Linked DNA regions of Mus musculus: region 1 is linked to region 2. A link is a contact called in public Hi-C data. All regions are on one chromosome and are shown on one strand. The core of a region is the stretch at or near the end of the contact, and the rest is flanking DNA. Distances in the headings are between cores, read along the strand shown.

Region 1 (6,281 bases), core at 3,157-5,656, 270 kb before region 2:
GGGCTACTTGAGTCCTTTACCATTCTCCATCTCCTGCAGCCCACCAAACTGGCCAAGGCTCTCTAAGGCTGACCTTCGGCTCTCCCAGATGCTGCCGCCTTGCCCAGCTTCTGGGTAGTCTGTTTTTAGTTATTGTGCTATGTCTATTTTGTGTGCATGTAGACACGTGCCACAGAACACATGTGGAGGTCAGAGAAGTGTGTGGGAGTCAGTCCGTTCCTCCCACCATGCAGACCCTGAGTGTTAAACTCAGGTCACTAGAGTTGGTGGCAAGCACCTTCACCCTCTTTGCCATCTTTCCAGTCCTGGGTTGTAACCTTCCTTATACAAACAACTTATACATATTTTTGGTGAAACTCTCACCATCATATTTGAAAGGTCTCAGGTTTGACGTCCATAGTGATTATCCTTTTGGATGAGAGATTTCCTAGGCAAGTTGCTGATGCCGTAGCAGACAGTAACGTTGTGGGAGCTCGTATGGTAAGGTGGGGGGGTTCCCTTATAAGTAATATTGTGGGAAATCATGTGGTAAAGTGGAGGTTCCCTTACAGGTTTCAGAAGTGGAGGTCCCATGCCACGTGGTTGGTGAGTGATCAGGAGCATAAGCTTGTAGTCCTTCTGTCTCTGATCCCTAGTGGGTAGGGGAGGGTCTTGTATTTTGAGGAAGGAATGTGTGACCTTGAATATATGGGGAAGTGGAGAGGAAGGGCCAATGTATATCCATTGTTCATGTGTATCCATCACATCACTCCTAATAACATTGTCTGTGAGTCTGGGGCCTAGATACAGAATCCGTTTTGAAGAAGGAAGGAGACACCACAGCAGAAGGCAGGGCCTGACGGTATCTGGTCTGGGTTCTAGCAGCATGATTTTCCACGTTTCCCCTTGATTGGCCCAAATCCTCGGAGAGGCACTACAGTGCTTGTCCAGCAGCAACGCTGGGGTCAGGCGTTCTTTTCACACCGCTGTCTTAAGTTGCCCTCCGCCTGTGGAACCTCAGACCGAGGTGGCCCAGGCTGAATGACAACTCCACTAATCTAAACATTTCTAGAAGAATATAGCAAATAATTGCTTTCCACAGCCCAGTGCACTGTTGTAAGGGGGCGCTGTCAGCATAATTACAGCTATTTCAGGCAGAATTCAAAGCACCATTTAGTGAAGTACTTGTACTCCGAGTTTAGATGCATATAAATCCCGTGACAGGGCACAACAGGTGGTGCTCAGGGTGGAACTCCATTGGACAGATGTCAGGGAATGATGGTGTCAACACACACCACACACACACACAAAACGTGATCCTTACCTCAAAGGAATAAGAGTTTATTCTGGAGTCAACTATGAGTGGCTACAGCCCAGGAACTCAGATTATATACATGTTCCATGGTGTTTCAGGAGTTATCTACCAGGAGTTACAGAGTTCCTAATCTTTCTACATCTACCTCCCAAGGGCTGGGATCCAAGTGTGCTCCCCCATGTTTAATGCTGAAGGTGGAACCCCGAGCTTTGTATAAGTTAGGCAAGCACTCTACCAGCTGGGACCCAGACTCAGCCCCCTGTATGGGTTCTGAGAAGCTACATTTTACAGATGACACCCTTAAGTTTAGGTATGTGTGGGGCAACTCCAAATGTTTCATGAGCAAAATGTGACCGTGGTTTGATCTGGTGAGTCTCGGTAGAGTGGCCCCATTCCCTGTGGAGAAGCAAGCTCAGCCACTTGTGTCCTGAGATTCTCAGTTGCCTCTTCCTCCATCCTGTGGGAACCTGCTGTGAGGCCATCTCTCTTTACCTCCCTGGTCTTTCCCCTTCCAGCCCCCACACGACTGCAGCTACCCGGGGTCTGTGGCACCACTTGGCAGCAGTTGGGAGGCGGCACAACAGAGAATCCCATTATGCATACCATTTGGTGTCCCCATGATTCTGATAGCCACCACAATGTTGACTTGGGAAGGCTTAACACTTGTAAAAACAAGACATAGCCCCAGATCCTAGCTTCCCAGGAAGTGGGACTCAAGTCAAAGGCAAAGCCTTGTGTGGAATCTGGACTAATCTAGGCAGTTCTAGAAAACGAAATTTAGGGCTGGAGAGATGGCTCAGCGACTAAGCACTGACTGCTCTTCCAGAGATCCTGAGTTCAATTCCCAGCAACCATGTAGTGGCTCACAACCATCTGTAATGAGATCGAATGCCCTCTTCTGGTGTGTCTGGAGACAGTGGCAGTGTACTCATATAAATAAAATAAATAAATATTTTTTAAAAAAAAAGAAAACAGAATTTATTCTAGTGTTCTTCCTGGCCTCTTCAAAATGCCTAACTTTACTACAACAGATTCAGGGTCAAAGGCCTCAGAAGTCTCCTTTGGAGCAGACGGACAGCATCCTTGGGAAAACTTCGAGAAGGGGAGGTAAAGCAGCCACTGGTGAGCTGAAAACATTGATGCAGGACCAACACCAGCTGTCGTCACAGGGCTAGAGAGGAAACTGGGGACATTTCTAATACTGGAGAGTTGCCTTCAAACTTGCCAGCATGGACCACAAACCAGCTCTCTCAGCAGAGTGCCTGCCTGGTGCTCTCAGAGCCCTGGACTCTACCCTGGCACCACATAAAACAGGAGTACATTGTGATTATCATCCCAGAACAGAGGCAGGAAAATAAGATGTTCAAGATAATCCTTGGCTACGTGAAGAGTTTGAAGCTAGCCTGGGCTACACTCTTGTAATGAGTGTGAGTTATGACACTTCATCTACCACCTTAAGTTGCCAACTGTTTCCTCCCTCTCATGATGGGCATGCTGGCTTATTTCCAGGGACAGGAAGGAACCGTTCCAGAGATGTTTCTGGCTTCAGCAATGGCACGAATGTGCAGTCAGGGCTAGGCTTCCATCCTTGCTCTGTGAGGCTGGGGATCAGCCATAAGGAAGCCATTTCATGTCAATGAACAGGCTATTCTACGGCTGCTGGGCCACATCGGAGAAGCAGCAGACCCCAGGAACAGGTCCCAGCCCAGGCTGCCTTCTGGGGCTGAAGAGGCTCCTTAGATGTGTCTTGGGAACCTCAGCTGGCTGCATCACTGAGGAGTAACATCTGTGAAGGCACCTGGCAACCTTACATCTGGATGGCTTCAACCATTGTCCAAGAAGGGAGGCTTGAGAGAAAAACCTGTTCTGTGACCTTTACTGTGAAGTACTTCCAGCTTTAAAAGCAACAATGCCTTGCTTAGTGGAGACCTTTCTTCACGAAGAATCTTTAAATCAGAGGGCAGAAAAAATAATGAACCTCTCAGCAAGTCTGTATATTTATGTACTCATGTTCATGAATATGTGCATGCACATGTGTGTATCTATGTATATATGCATGTGTGTATATTCATACACATACGCATATGTGTGCATGTTCACACGCATGCATGCATATGGCAGACAGAGGTCCACATAGTTCATCTTGCTCTATCGCCCATAGAAGCAGAGTCTCACTGAATCTGTAGCTCCCTGACTTGTCTAGACGAGACTCTTTTTTAAGACAGGGTCTCTCTATGTAGACCAGGCTGACCTCAAATTCACAGAGATCCAGCTGCTTCTGCCTCCTGCGTGCTGGGCTTAAAGCATGTACCGGGTCCTGTACCTGGCTTTTAACATGACTGGTAGGAGCGAACACAGGTCCTCATGCATGTACTGTGTATACCTTAAATAGTAAGCTATCTCCACAGTCCCTCCCAGAAACGTAAACCCTTCCATTCAATGCAGATCCTAGGAGGAGCTGGAGAGATGGCTCAGTGGTTAAGAGCACTGGCTGCTCTTGCAGAGAACTCAAGTTCAATTCTCAACACCCACATGGTGGCTCACAACCATCTGGAGATAAGAGAATCTGAGCCCAGAGAACACCAAGCTATTCCCCACTGTCTAAAGGAAGTGGCCTGGGGTTCCCCGTGTTGAACTCCAGCCAGTTTTGCAGTTTGCTCAGTGCTGAGGTATGAGGCCACATTGTCTTAAACAAGAAGAAATTAAACATTACAACTCCGACCAGAATTTGGCTATGTTATTTTACTTCATACTTTTTTGGATTTGGTTTTGTTTTGTTTTGTTTTGTTTTGTTTTGTTTTGTTTTGAGACAGGGTTTCTCTGTGTAGCCCTGGCTGTCCTGGAACTCACTCTGTAGACCAGGCTGGCCTCAAACTCAGAAATCCGCCTGCCCCTGCCTCCCAAGTGCTGGGATTAAAGGCGTGCGCCACCACTGCCCGACTACTTCATATTTTTGATTAACCTGGTATCCACTGTTTTCAGAAGAATGCAGCTGAGGTCTAGGAAGATGAAGGATCTGTCTCAGGTCCCAGGTTGCTGTCTGATGCACACAGGTCTGTTTCCCACTAGGGTGAGGAAGGGGGCTCATAGTTTGGGATCAAACAGGGGTGAAGTTCAATATGTGGCCACGTGGGGGCAGTAGATCAATGTAAGATAGAGAAACAACCCCTTGTCTTTGCCCTTAGGCTTTGGAAGCAACCTCAAAACAGGTGGGCCCACTTAACAGAGTTCCCTGGATAAGAGGCAACTGGGTTTCTGCAGGAGACCGCTTGGTTTCAGTGCCAACACTGCCATTTATCAGCTTGTGGTACCCTCCTGCTTTCTCTCTGACCTGGCTTTCTCGTTCTCCAGGGAACCTTGCAGTGATGGCTATGCAGAGCAAGTTGCAGCTTACAGGGACCATCAGAAGGAATTTGGAGAAGAGAGGTTCATTGTAACTAATTTAAAAAAACCAAACAGTTAGCCGGGTGGTGGTGGCACACGCCTTTAATCCCAGCACTCGGGAGGCAGAGGCAGGTGGATTTCTGAGTTCGAGGCCAGCCTGGTCTACAGAGTTAGTTCCAGGACAGCCAGGGCTACACAGAGAAACCCTGTCTCGAAAAACAAACAAACAAAACCAACAGCAAACAATAGTTCTAGAGATGGCTCAGCGGGTAAGGGCACTGACTGCTCTTCCAAAGGTCCTGAGTTCAAATCCCAGCAACCACATGGTGGCTCACAACCACCCATAATGAGATCTGACGCCCTCTTCTGGTGTGTCTGAAGTCAGCTACAGTGAATTTATGTATAATAAAAAATAAAAATAAAAAAGTAGTATACTTTAAAAAAAATAGTTCTACTCCAACTGAATTATCCAGAGAAAATCAGGATGGATAGGGGCAAGCTGAGGGCAGTTGCCCATTTGAAGTTATAAGGCTATAAAACATAAGCCTGCAGATGAAAGATGCTAGAACTCCAGAAGAAAGGACCTCTGGAGCAAGAGCCACTGAACTTGGCAATGACCCTTCCAGCCTTTCCCTCAAAAGGACCTAAGACTGCTTACATGGGCACTTACACGGGACACTGAGGATATGGCGATTACAAAGCATTTTGAAAATGATTGCACATAAACCCCTAGTTGATATTGCTAGTGAAAGGCAGGAGGTGGGGGGCTGAAGAGATGGCTCAGCAGTTAAGATGGTGTTCTCCTATTCCTGGGGACAGGACACAGCACCCACACAGGGTGGCTCACAACCATCTGGAACTCAAGCTGAGGGTATCTGTTATCTTCTTCTGACTTCAAGCACTGCACTAATGAGAACATAGAGAAATAATTGGGGGGAAGGGCCACAGGTGTGGTGGCACAGGCTTTTAATGCCAGCACTCAGGAGGCAGAGACAGGCAGATCTGAGTTTGAGGCCAATCCAATCTACATAGTGAGTTCCAGGATAGCCAGGGCTATGTAAAGAGAATCTGTCTCCAAAGATATCAAAGTAAATAAGTAATAAGGCTGGAGAGATAGCTTAGTGGCTAAAAGCACTGGCTGCTCTTGCAAAGGACCCAGGTTCAATTCCCAGCACATACGTGGTGGCTTGTAACTGTAGCTCCATTCTAAGGATCTGACACCTTCTTCTGGCCTCTGCAGGCATTAAGCATGCATGTGGTAGACAGACAGACAAATAGGCAACACACCCATGCACACAAAATAAAACTAAAATTTAAAGTATAAATAAGCCGGGCAGTGGTGGCACACTTGGAGGCAGAGGCAGGCAGATTTCTGAGTTTGAGGCCAGCCTGGTCTACAAAGTGAGTTCCAGGACAGCCAGAGCTATGCAGAGAAACCCTGTCTCGAAAAACCAACATCATCATCATCATCATCATCATAATGATGTATAAATAAATAGTAATTTTTAAATGCAAAGTTGGAGGCAGTTCTGGGGATAGAGCTCACTTTGTAAAATGTTTCATCTAGTATGTAAAAAGCCCTTGAGAAAATTCTGGAAGGAGA
Region 2 (7,135 bases), core at 2,825-5,324:
CGTGTGTGACCTGCAGTCTCACTCATTCGAGAGTGCAGGGTTGATCTGACCCACCACGGAGAGACCAGGACAGGCTGGGTCGCTGGGGCTCTCTGAACTAAAGAATCATGTCTGGGCCAAAGCCCTTCGTGCCCCTGCAGATGAGACTAGGAGGCTCCCGGGTGTGTGTAGTGACACCCACGCCCACATTTCTACATCAGCAGAGCACATTCAGGCAGCTAGAATTACCCCCCCATGCCGTCCTCCAAGCACGGAGTCTTCTGTCCTTCCCAGCTGGACTCCACTTCACAGGGTTGGACTCCTGATATCTCAGTGGAACTGAACAGAGCACAGGGCCAGACAGCCCTATCAGAATTGCCTACACGTCTGCACCTAGAGGCAGAGACCCTGGAAGCAACAGCCAAGATTCTGACTCCCAACAGCTGTCCCCAGTGTCTGTGGTTGGAATTGGAAGGACAGAGACAGCAATATCTTCAGCCATCAGGGGGCAGCACAACACAGAAAAAGTGACTGATAGGCAGGTCCTCTCTTCCTCCAGCCACCGATTTTTCAAGACACTTGTTTCCACCCTACCCTTCTCCTCTTTCCCCTCCCTCTCCTTTGCCCACCATTGTTTGTAATCTAGAAATGGGTACTCGGCTGGCTAGACTAGTCATTGAGCGTCCCACCCCCAACGCCCACAGGCTGGAGCGCCTATGGAGACCACTACCTATCTACCCTGGCTGAGAGGCAAAGGAAACTCACCCACCAGCAGTTTTAGAATAAAGGAATTGTTGTAATCTCTGGTATTTTCTTCCAAGATGAAGTTCTTTCAGGGCTGGCCTGTCCCCCACCCCCAACCCCCTGCTGTCTGAACACCGGACTGAGACAGGCAGATCCAAGTGCCTAGGGTTCAGTGGGGTTGCAGACCCCAGATTGGAGTCTTTTAACTACTCCGTGGCTACACACCACCTGAGCTCCCCAGCTGCACCTGCAGGCACAAAGATGTCTTTTTCTGTATCATTATTGGTTGTGTGTATGACACGGGGTGTGGGGCACACGCATGATAAAGCAAGCATGAGGAGGTCAAAGGCCAGCTTCGTGAAGTTGCTTCACTCCTAACACCTTTAAGTTCTAGGAATTCAAAGCCAGGTCATCAGGCTTCCGTGGTGGGCTCCTTACCTGTTCAGCCATCTTGCACACCCCGGCCTGGAGATTTCTTGCAAGCTCTGGCCAATAAGCACGGTGCTCTTGTTAAGGCTGACTGGTGTGGTGTCCACCCCAGGGGTCTCCTGCTTTTGCCTCTGGGCCTGGGCCTGGGCCTGGCTGTTGCTCCCTCACCCCAGACACACACACACACACACACACACACACACACACACCTGACCACCCCAGCCTCTCTCACACACACACACACACACCTGACCACCCCAGCCTCTCTCACACACACACCTGACCACCCCAGCCTCTCACACACACACACACACACACACACACACACACACACCTGACCACCCCAGACACACACACACACCTGACCACCCCAGACACACACACACACCTGACCACCCCAGACACACACACACACACCTGACCACCCCAGCCTCTCTCACACACACACCTGACCACCCCAGCCTCTCTCTCTCACACACACACACACACACACACACACACCTGACCACCCCAGACACACACACACACCTGACCACCCCAGACACACACACACACACACACCTGACCACCCCAGACACACACACACCTGACCACCCCAGACAGACACACACACCTGACCACCCCAGACAGACACACACCTACCACCCCAGACAGACACACACACCTGACCACCCCAGACACACACACACACACACACACACACACACACCCCTGACCACCCCAGACACACACACACATACACCTGACCACCCCAGACACACACACACACCTGACCACCCCAGACACACACACACACCTGACCACCCCAGACACACACACACACACACACACACACACACACACCTGACCACCCCAGACACACACACACACTCACACACACACACACACCTGACCACCCCAGAGCCTGGAGCCCCCTGTGCTCCTCCCATCTTCCCTTAAATGAAGCTCTAGAGGCCTGTGTCCATCTCTGCCTGTCTCTGGCCACTCCAAATCTGGTCCAGAGACAAGCAGGCCTCCCAGGGTGCTTGTGACATGCCCTGCAGTTGGCCTTCCGTCCTATCTACAGGGTCTCAATTATGCTTTATTACCACGCCACTTCCTCCAGCCCCCATGTTCACAGGCCAGCAGAGAGGCCAGGAAGGCAACTCAGTCCCGTGTCAGTTTGGTGCTTCCTTCCCTACCATCCGTCCCTTGCTAGAGCCTGCAAGGCTGAAAGAACAGGATCCCAGCATATCAGGGCCCAAGCCAGGTGGACCCTAGGAGCATCTGGCTGGAAGGGGCCAGCATCCCCAGCAGGAACCCTTCAACCAGATCAGGGTGCACATAGCTCCAGGATAACCCAGGAATCAGTTCTACTAATAGATTCACTTGAGAGTTGAGGTGGAGTTAGGAGACCTCTGATAGTGGTTGAAAAACTGTGTGCTTTTCTTGGGTGTAGCGGGGACAGCTATCCATGGAAGACCTTAAAGTACTCCATAAATCTAAAACTGTCAGAATTACTGAGTGGGTGTCAGCCTTTCTCTCTCCCTGGCACGTACTCCTGTGTGGCCAATCAGAGGCTGGAGGTCTCAGGGTCACCAAAGAGGGGGTCTTAAAGGAGTTTGCCTTCCCCTGCTTCTTAGCACAAAATCGGCAGGATGAATTTGATCAGCCTTCCCGGGTTTGTGTGGGCCAGAACAAGCCAGTGTGTGACAGCTCGGAAGCCACACTCAGGGTGGCTGCTGTCACCAAGACATCACACACTGTTGGGTGTTGAGGGGTACTCTTTGTGGCACATCCCCCCGCCCCTCTCTAGCTAGTTTATTTTGAGATAGGGTTCCATATCGCCTAGGCTGACTTTGGACTCGCTCTATAGCGAAGGCTGAATTCACAATCCCCCTGCCTCTGCCTCAGAAGTGTCAGGATTATAGACATCTCTTCTCCCTAGCACACGCACTCTGTCCTCTTTGTCAGGCCATACCACGCCATGAACAAAAAACAGAACAGGGCTGGGACCAGGGAGAGCAAGCAGCCAAGGGTCAGAAACAGGGCTGCTCCTGTATAAACTGGAGTTTTTCACATACACACACATGCATTCAGGGCCTCTCCCCTATAGAAGGATGCTTTACACACACAGGCCTTGGGCTGCTCAGCCAAACACAAAACTCAGTTGAGCAAGGGACAACAGCTAGCCTGTTCTAGGGCTGCGGCACGTTCTGTTCCACTCCTGGGTGAGTGTCATCATTTAAAACTGCCTCGGGGGTGTTTGTTAGGGTGTCTGAGGAAATTACTGGCTTGAACCGAAATCTATCCCAAGTCACAGCCACTGCCTTGACTCAGCTGGGAATGTGAGACTTGAAAGCGACGCTGAGGCCTGGCATGGTGCCGCCTCCTTATTAGGTTCTTCTGGGCATGGTGGGAGTTGGCCAGCAGCTTGATGGCAAGTTCTGGTCATGCAGAGCCAGTCCTGGGCTCCTGGGAGCTATGGACTTGCATTTATGTTCTACTCTCCGCTCAGCATGGGGCTGAGCCTGAGTGAACAGGTGGGACTAAAGCCAGTGGGGGATGGGGTGAGGGACAAGCCACACAGGAAGAGAGCAGGGAATGGAATGTGTCCTTTATTGAGCATCCAGAGGGCACCTCAGTGCTGACCCAGCAGGCAGGGGTGGGAGGCAGGAGAGCAGAGATGGGGGACACCCACCCTCACTTCCAGTTCTTGAAGAATTGCTTGAAGATGGGACTCTCTCGGCCCTGGGGCAGTATCTCCACCTGCAGTGGGAGAAAAGCTGGGCTCACAGGCTGCCCACCTCTACTTCTGAGGAAGTGGGAGGGGCAAAGGACACCAATGACAGGGGTAGGCAGCAAGGACTGAGATCAGATGTAACCTAACCGAGAGACACTGCAGCTGCGCTGCCAGCTTTGTCTCCTGAGAGAATGCTCCTCTGTGACTCAGGATTCTTGTCATGCCCTGTAGTTAGGTTGCCCTGCTACACCAGAGACTACGTACGGTGCTAGGGCATTTTCCCTCGTGTGTTCCATCAGCCAAAGGGTCTGCATCTTCAAGTGACCTGTGCTCACTAATATCACTTGTACTGTGGTTTTTGGATACCCCACCACACTCACACACACACACACACACACACACACACACACACACACACACACACACACTTTTGTGGGTTTTCCTAGAGGATTATGGGGGGGAAAATCCTCTAAAGGGCTATCTGGCCTATCGTGATTTAGGAGAGAAAAAGACCACTTTACCCCATAAACATACCACCCACCTCACAAATATTTTATAAAATTGTCTTCAACATCCACAGTGCAGAACCCAGAGAGAGCTCCCCATCACGGGGGGGGGGGGGGCGGGGGCGGAGGGGGGATTGGATGCACACCAATCTCTCTTTGCAGTGTTCCTTTGCTTGAATTTACTAAATAAACTTTTGCTCAGACTGTCTGTGTCTTGACTGAATTCTTTCATTCAAGAAGACAAGAGCCCTTGTAGCACCAGGTAAGAGGAGGCAAGCAGTGTAGGCCTGTTCTGAGAAGACAGGAGACACAGCTTCAAGGATGGGGCCCTCAGTCTGGCAGATGCCACCCAGTAGACATCGTCTTTCCCAGAACTGACTCCTGGGATTCACACCTATGATCTCAGCACTTGAGATGCTTGAGACAGGAGAACTGCTGTGAGTTCAAGGCCAGCCAGGCTATGCATAGTGAATTCTAAGCTAATCTGGGCAACAGGGGGAGACACTGTCTCAAAAAAGGGGAAGGTGGGGCTGGTGAGATGGCTCAGCAGTTAAGAGCGCCAACTGCTCTTCCAAAGGTCCTGAGTTCAAATCCCAGCAACCACATGGTGGCTCACAACCATCAGTAACGAAATCTGATGCCGTCTTCTGGAGTGTCTGAAGACAGCTATAGTGTACTTACATATAATAAACAAACAAACAAATGTATTGCATATGTATGTCTGCAATATAAATTTAAAAAAAAGGGGGGGGAGGGAGAGCTGAGGATGCCCTGGGTTCAATTCCCAGCACCGGGGAAACCAGATGAGGTGACACACACTTAGAGTCCTAATAACTGGGAAGTACAGGCAAGAAGAGCAGAAGTTCAAGACCATCCCTGGCTATACAGAGAGGCCAAGCCTGGGCTACATGAGACCCTGGGACAGAGAGGCAGAAGGAGAATGGCTCGTGCAGCCACCATGCTGAGGATAGCCAGCCACCGAGTGACATGCTGTCCTGCAGGCTCCCGGGAGTCTCTTTGGAAACAAGTTTTGAGGTTGTTGTTGTTGTTTAATGCTAAAAGACTGAAAAGGCCTTTCCACCTAACAGGTCTGAAGGTAAGCCGGTCTGCTCCCAATTCCTGAGCTGTCCTGCTCTTGTCCAGTCTGGGAGTTGGAAGTCACAGGAAGAAGGGTCCTCCCTGGAGGAGGTGGGGGAAATGGTCCCGTCCTCACCTGAGTGTTTGGGGAATACCTCATTCGAGAGATGAAGCCATCAGCCACTTGGAGGGCTGCCTGCCGCTCTTTCTCATTAGCTTTTCTCCCTGGAACACAGATTTCAAAATGAGAAGAGAGTGGGTGGGGCTGACCGCAGAAGGCCTGCCCAACATTCCTGAAGCTCTGTGTTCTGCCCTAGCACCACAGAAAACCACCTGCAAGCTCATCTTCAGATACACAGGGAGCCTGGGCCGCACGAGGCACTGGGGGGGGTGGGGGGTGGGCGCGTACTCTAGGCTCCATCCCATTTCTCTTGAGGAAACTTAAAGGGTCCCAGAACACCTGACAGTTTTTAAAACAAATGAACCCGGAGTCCCCAAGAATGTTGAGGGAGTCTCTGGGGTATGAAATCAGCCACCTAATACTTTCCCCAGAAAGGTGGCAGCTCTAAGCTAAGATTAAGTAAATTAATAAATAAATAGACAAAATAAAAACTTTTCTCCTGTATCAGCAGACTCTCCTAGCTCTGATCAAGCCATCTTTTAGGAAGGAAGAACTTCCACCTAGACATCACACTGGAAGGCCAGAGGGCTGGGGCAATGGCTCAGAGGCCCTGAGTTCGATCCCCAGCACCCACACAGCACTCACAGCCGCCTGTAATTCCAGTTCTAAAGGATCCAATGCCGTCTGCTGGCTTCTGAGGACACTGTACACATATGGTTCAGACATGCATGCAAGATACACACACATAAGTACACATAAAAAATCAAAAAGAAACTCTAGAGCCCGGGCCTCCCTTCCCTGGAGCCCCTCACCTTTTGTGTGTGAACAGTGTGGCAGAGAACACTGTCCTGTTACCAGACCTTTTGTGTGAAACTAAAGAGAACACAGAATGCAGTTTCTTCTAGAGGTGGACGGACTTGCACAAGGCCAAAAGCTAACATGCTTGCTAACAAGATGCTCCTAGAACTAAAGAGCACACAGAATCCACCCAGTTACACTGGCAGTCACTGGAACACTTCAAGTTGAGGCATTTTCACAAGGAAACAGAGCCAGGCATGGTGGTGGCTGGTTCTCTGGCCAGTGTTAAAAGTGAACACTTTAACTACCTGTGAGCTACCAAGCGTCTGTTGGGATGTAGCTGGTGATAGAGCACTTGTCTAGCATGCCCTGGGTTCCATCCATCCCCAGCACCAGAGAAAAGCAGGCATCGTAGTGCATGCCTCCTTCCTAGATCAAGAATTCAGTCATCCTTGGCTACAGAAGTCAGAGGCCAGCCTGGGCTACATGAGACCTTGGCTCAGTGGTTGACAGCACTTGCTGCTCTTGTGAAGAACCAGAGCTCAGGGCTGGAGAGTTGGCTCAGTGGTTAAGAGAACCAACTGCTCTTCAGAAGGTCCTAAGTTCAATTCCCAGCAACCACATGGTGGCTCACAACCATCTGTAAAGGGATCTGATGCCCTCTTCTGGTGTGTCTGGAAACAGCTACAGTGTACTCATAAATAAAATAAATCCTTAAAAAGAAGAAGGAGAAGAAGAAGAAGAAGAAGAAGACCAGAG

The links. Hi-C and Micro-C count contacts between places; a contact is called where the count stands out from the background.
Region 1: a contact with region 2 is called in a Hi-C map of differentiating embryonic stem cells, with 4 times the contacts expected there. The contact joins two enhancer-like sites. A contact is called at or near these places in 3 of 15 datasets of contacts at CTCF or cohesin (embryonic stem cells and stem cell-derived epiblast-like cells), 33 of 484 Hi-C or Micro-C datasets (differentiating embryonic stem cells, embryonic stem cells, haploid embryonic stem cells and 3 more), 9 of 115 datasets of contacts at active chromatin or transcription factors (embryonic stem cells, epiblast stem cells and stem cell-derived neural progenitor cells) and 3 of 9 other capture datasets (adipose tissue, embryonic stem cells and pancreatic islet).

Annotation. Positions count from the first base shown.
Region 1 is chr6:72,829,661-72,835,941 of GRCm38.p6, reverse strand. No RefSeq gene overlaps it. Among named protein-coding and RNA genes, the nearest start is that of Tcf7l1, 44 kb to the right of the region's middle. Within about 2 kb of position 4,406, at least 5 of the 459 cell types and tissues checked have an H3K27ac peak or open chromatin away from gene starts, as enhancers often do. A contact at or near this core is called in differentiating embryonic stem cells, where this site is marked.
Region 2 is chr6:72,559,575-72,566,709 of GRCm38.p6, reverse strand. Capg (capping protein (actin filament), gelsolin-like) reads right to left here. Exons shown (of 10, transcript NM_001042534.3): 9 at 5,594-5,682; 10 at 3,727-3,900. The coding sequence ends at 3,835. Elmod3 (ELMO/CED-12 domain containing 3) reads left to right here. Exons shown (of 12, transcript NM_001253692.1): 12 at 1-788. The coding sequence ends at 49. Among named protein-coding and RNA genes, the nearest start is that of Capg, 14 kb to the right of the region's middle. Within about 2 kb of position 4,074, at least 40 of the 459 cell types and tissues checked have an H3K27ac peak or open chromatin away from gene starts, as enhancers often do. A contact at or near this core is called in differentiating embryonic stem cells, where this site is marked.